Linked DNA regions of Mus musculus: region 2 is linked to region 1. Evidence: chromatin contacts called from public promoter capture Hi-C data. All regions are on one chromosome and are shown on one strand. Each heading gives the region's core, a stretch centred on a gene start, on an enhancer-like site or on the middle of the called end of the contact. The rest is flanking DNA. Distances are from core to core; before and after follow the strand shown.

The links. Capture Hi-C pulls out chosen DNA fragments and counts their contacts.
Region 2: a promoter capture Hi-C map of adipose tissue shows a contact between it and region 1. The contact joins two enhancer-like sites. A contact is called at or near these places in 1 of 115 datasets of contacts at active chromatin or transcription factors (large pre-B cells) and 3 of 9 other capture datasets (adipose tissue, liver and pancreatic islet).

Annotation. Positions count from the first base shown.
Region 1 is chr17:29,302,720-29,305,419 of GRCm38.p6, reverse strand. It overlaps BC004004 (cDNA sequence BC004004), which reads right to left. Exons shown (of 9, transcript NM_030561.3): 9 at 2,533-2,700. Among named protein-coding and RNA genes, the nearest start is that of Pi16, 15 kb to the left of the region's middle. Within about 2 kb of position 1,314, at least 119 of the 459 cell types and tissues checked have an H3K27ac peak or open chromatin away from gene starts, as enhancers often do. A contact at or near this core is called in adipose tissue, where this site is marked.
Region 2 is chr17:28,986,193-28,988,892 of GRCm38.p6, reverse strand. Stk38 (serine/threonine kinase 38) reads left to right here. Exons shown (of 14, transcript NM_134115.3): 5 at 632-715. Among named protein-coding and RNA genes, the nearest start is that of Stk38, 20 kb to the left of the region's middle. Within about 2 kb of position 1,257, at least 10 of the 459 cell types and tissues checked have an H3K27ac peak or open chromatin away from gene starts, as enhancers often do. A contact at or near this core is called in adipose tissue, where this site is marked.

The sequences.
Region 1 (2,700 bases), core at 65-2,564:
AACCCAGACGCGGAGGGGCCTGGACCACCGACAAGCTGGCTGGAGGGTTTTTCCCTCCAGAGCCCAGAACTTGTAGTCCTAATGTGCCCAGGCAAGCTGGTTTGGGCACAGAGTGAGCACCTGTCCATCTCCCCGCTCTCCTTTCTGGGAGGAGCTGCTGGATATCTGGGGACTAGGTGAGGCTGGCTGCCTGCCCAGAGTCCTGTTTTTCATTTGCCACAGGGCTGTCTCCATAAGCACCTACAGCTTCTTAGTGGGCAAGCACTTCTCTTGAGTCACCAGCTGGGTGGTGGGTGGGTGAGCCCCTTCCCTTCCTTCTCCTTCCCCTCCCCACACACTACCAGCTTCGGCTGGGCCAGGAGATACTGACCCTTGAACAGCTGCTGTGGAAGCGATGGGCTGAACACATCCAAGCCACAGGGACAAGGCTGAGGTCACCTGTGGGGAAGGAAGGAATGTGACACTGGCTTTCTGAGCAATGGATCCGACCCTGGGGCCTCTGCTGGGCTTTGGAAGAAGGGACTAGAAGATTGAGAACTGAAAAACAAGTGATGCAACTCCAAGGGGACCCACAGCTGGAGCTGGATACACATCTGGAAAGGCAGTGATGGGAAAACGGCTGGACGCAGTTATGCTCCAGCTACATGCGGTCAAAAAAAAAAAGTTCTTAAATGGGGAGGTCATGGGGAGAGAACTTATATAAAGATCCTGACGAGGATCTTTCTTCCAGCTTGTCTTACCCTTGGGGCTCCTACCTTGCTGACTTTCCTGGTCACAGGCTCCCACCCCAGTGGGGCACGCCCACAGGCTAAGAATGACAGTCTTCCTGGATGGGACCGCCCTGCCTGCCTGCCCGCCTGCTCGCCTGCCCACCTGTTGTGGTTTCCTGTTCTAGCCTCAGTTTCCTTCCTCGTGAATCTTCTGCGCTGGACTATGCTATGTTGAAGGGCAGCATCTCCGTCTCCAGGGAAACAGGAAGCCAGAAGGACTGGGGATGTTATTCTTTTCTTTTAGAAGACAAACCATACTATCCCAGGACTTGGGAGGCAGACACACAGATCTCTGTGACTTAAGGCTAGCTTGTTCTGTGTAGTAAGTTCCAGGACAGCCAGGGCTACACAAGGAGGTCCTGTCTCAAACAAATAAACAAGCCTACACCCAAATTTGCTCTGAATTGCACCAAATTGGTGAGTGTCACAGGTCACTCCCTCTCCTTAATAAAACCCAGAGTGGGGCGAGGGCAAGCCCTGGCTCTTCCATAAGCTGCAAGGGCTGTGGTGTCCATTCAGAGTTGACTGTGTGAGCTCTGGGTACTTGGGCACAAATGCTTCAAGCTAGCTCACAACACCTGCCTCCCCAGGGAGCCAATCTAGAGCCTAGAGTCCCACAGAGAATGAACCCAACTCAAACAGAGCTGGCCACGCCACTGCCTAGTAAACACATTAACCTGTGGCAATACCATCCTTTTGGAGCCCCACTGCTGATTCCCACTGGCACCTGAGGTGAGACAGCTGATTGGTCTCCCAGTTCCTCACCTTGCCACGTCCCCCCTCCATACCAGCAGGCAAGCAGAGGGCCCTCTGCTGCTGTCTCCAGGTCTCAGCCCTTCCTGCAGGCTTCCTTGAGGTGGGTGACTTCTATGTGGTGGCTATGAGTGGGAAAGCCTGAGAACTTCTCCCTTAACCCGCACACTGGCGTCTCAGCTGAAGCACACACAGAAGCCTGGACTGGTCTCTGCTGCTTCTCTGCTGCACCGCAGAGCAGCCTGGGAGTTTTGGGACTTCCCATGTGTCCTTAAGGCCAATACAGGCAAGGTTTCCTTAGTTTTCAAGTTTTCCGAGTCAAACAGGGAAAGAACACAAGGTAACCCCCAGGCTGAGACGGTGGCCCTGCACTTCACCTCTGAGCCTCCTCAGAGCCCTCGGTGGTTAACTCTAAAGATCACATTTCAGCAGGCTCTGGAGCCCCAGGCCCTGTGTGGAACCCTGCTCCGCACCATCAGGGGAAGGACTCTGGAAGCTCAGGGCTGGCCTCTGCTTGGTCCTCTTGACTTACAACCTCTGAAATCCTAACTGCTTAGCAGTGGAGCCTATCTACAAAGGCTTGTTTTCCCTCCAACAGCCACACAAAGGACAAGCTCCCCCAGGTGCAGTCCCTGCTTGAGCCAGAGGAGGCTCTGAGCCCTTCCACTCAGCTTTGTGAAGGCTGCCTTTCACGAACCACAACCACCCCAGCCTCCTCTCTTTGGCACCCTCTTTGGTTGACCCCACTCATGCTCCCTGTTGTGAGATGGGAGGGAATGAGGGCCTGGAAGAAGGCACAGGGCCCCTCCGAGGGCAGAGAGGACCCCACAGAGGGTCATGACTTCCACCACTACTGGCTGCTTTGGCCTATAGACCTGGGCAGACATCTGACTTCTGCAATTTGGAACCAGAGGCCACTCAATTCTTTTTGTCCATCTTTGTAAGTGACGTCCAGCGACCAAGTACCTAGTCATATCAATAAAAGACCAGTAAGAAGGTAGAGGAAGCTGGGTGCAATGGTATACTCCTTTAATTTTCAGCACTTGGGGCACAGGCAGATCTCTGTGAGTTTGAGGCCAGTCTGGTCTACATGAGTTCGAGGCTAGTCAGAGCTACACAGCAAGACCCCAAAAAAGAACAAGAGGGCAGACCATCCTTTTTTGCACTGTTTGATAAG
Region 2 (2,700 bases), core at 8-2,507, 320 kb after region 1:
GAGTGTCTGAAGACAGTTACAGTGTACTTACATATAATAATAAATAAATCTTTTTTAAAAAATTTAAAAGTGCTGTTTAATTTCTATTTTACTTTATTTCTTCCAAGAAGAAGGTTTATTTTTGTGGGGTTTTTTGTTTTGTTTTTCTGTTTTTTTGACAAAGGGTCTCACACAGCATAGGCAGACTGGCTTCAAGCTGGTGAGAGCTCTGCTTCAGTCCCTCAGTGCTAGGATTACAAGTGGATCTGATGTATAATTTTCATATTAAATGTTGTGATTTTTACTTAGGCTTTCTGAGTCAACTGTCGGGTATTTGCCATAGGTTTAACTCTGGATATTTGCCATGCCTTAAAATGAAACTAAAGGCTTTTACATGTGTTCAACTCGGAGTCAAAGCTGTTGAGCTCTGGAGACAGGTGGAAGTCTTCTCATCGCTGTCACAGCTGTATAGTAGATTTGTTTGTAACATTGAAAGTGTCTGTTTTTGCATGTTTAAGCAATACTAGCTTACATTCAGATGGTCATGCCTTTCTTGTGTGAGTAGTATTTGTGAAGCTTCAGTATGCTGGAAACGAAAATCCTTAGCTTGGCAGTGTGAACTTGACTTACCACATCTTTGGGACCCTTCCAGGTGCGGCTTGTTCAGAAGAAAGACACAGGGCATGTGTACGCAATGAAAATCCTGCGCAAAGCAGACATGCTCGAGAAGGAGCAGGTAACTGAGCGGGAGCTGCCGGCAGTCAGCTTTGGGGGCTTGTTGCCTAATTACACTCTGATGGCTTAGTTGTCTTTATTTTACTACAGTTCTCTCTAGTTAGTTCCCTTATGCATATTGTCCTATTTTTTATCCTCAAAAGATGCACTTGTATATTTAAAAATATAAGTAAGGGACTGGAGAGATGGCTCAGCGGTTAAGAGCTCTGCCTGCTCAATTCCCAGCCACCACATGGTGGCTCACAACCATCTGTAAGGGGAATCTGATGCCCCCTTCTGGCATGTGGATGTATATGCAGCAGAGCACTCATTAAAATAGATAAAATTTTTAAAAAACTACAAGTAAGACCCGTGAATACAGATAGTGTGTTTCACAGTCCAGGCTGTGAGGAAGCAGCTTTGGGTCCTCGATAACCACAGCTACACTTGCAAGAGACCCTCCTTTGAGCTCACGCCTGGTATGATGGGAGTTTTTTGTACTCCTTGGATGGGGATGTAGAACTGGCGAGTCTGAATACACTATAACCTGAACACCTAACCAAAGACGGGTCCTCTGTGAAGCTTACTGATGCGCCAGTTTCTGAATTAATGTGGACAGTGTAAATGGCAGAGCAGCAGAAGGTCTCCTTTATGGTTAGGAACGGTCTTGGGCCGTGGAGCTTCCAGCAGAGTGCTTGTGTATGATGTGCAAAGCCCTGGGCCCTCCCTAGTTAACAGCCCACATTATCCAGTAAGGATGAAGCTCACGATGAAACTAGATCTGACATACATACTTAATGCAAATTCCGTAGGATAGCTTTATTTTTATTTTTTTAAAGTAAGAGTTCAGCCCTTCTGTGGGTCTGTTGAGCTGGTTGCCTCAGAAGAGGTAGCAGTGGGTGACGCTGCAGTTTGAGGCCAGAGATGTTGTGCCAGGCAGAACTCTTCATTTGGAGCCCAGCAGCGAGGATAGAGGCTGTCCCCACATTTAGTGTTCTCTGCCCACTGAGGATTGTAATCAGGGAGCATTTCCTGTCCACATTCAAGTGCCTCTTCAGACCTGTGCTTTGGGGGCTGGAGAGACAGCTGAATGGTTAAAAGAACTAGCTGCTGTTCCAGAGGATCTGGGTTGAATTTCTAGCACCCATATGGTGGCTCTGGAATGGTCACATTCCAGTCCCAGGGAATGTGACACCCTCTACTGGCCTCTTTGTGCAGTGCATGCACATGGTACTCAGACTATACATGTAAGCAAACCAACCATTCACATAGCAGTTATTAAGTCTTTTTTGTTTTTTTTTCTGTTTTACTAGGAAGCCTTGAATTCCTCTTTTTCTTTTCTTTTTTGTTTGTTTGTTTGTTTTTGAGACCGGGTTCCTCATTGTGACCAGCCCTGGCTGTCATACACTTGCTTTGTAGACCAGGCTGGCCTTGACCTTAGAGCTCTACCTGTCTCTGTCTCCTAAGTGTTGGGATTAAAAGTATGCAATACCATGCCCGGCTAAGCCTTGAATTATTTTTATTTCAAATATTTATTTGTTTATTATGTATGTAATGTCCTGGCTGCATGTATGCTTACACACCAGAAGAGGGTACCACATCTCATTCTAGATGGCTCTGAGTCACTACATGGTTGCTGGGAACTGAACTCAGGACCTCTGGAAGAGCAGCCAGTGCTCTTAACCTCTGAGCCATGTATTCAGCCCAAGCCTTGGATTCTTAATTCCAGTTAAAAGTAGATCTTTAACAAATCTTCAGCTATTATTGTAGTTTATGCAAACACCAACTGATATGCGAGTGCCTTACAGCCCTATGTATGTGCTGCCCAGAGGTCAGTGTATGGTGTGGATACATGCTCAGGCTCCAGGAAAGAGGACCAGTTAATCTCTTTGAGGAAAACAATGTCTGTGTTGTTTAGTTAGGATATTTGTGGGTTATGAGTAAGTTTTACAGTATGTATGTCCTATCATTTTAGCCAAAACTCAAAACTCCTGTCAGTTTGTTAGC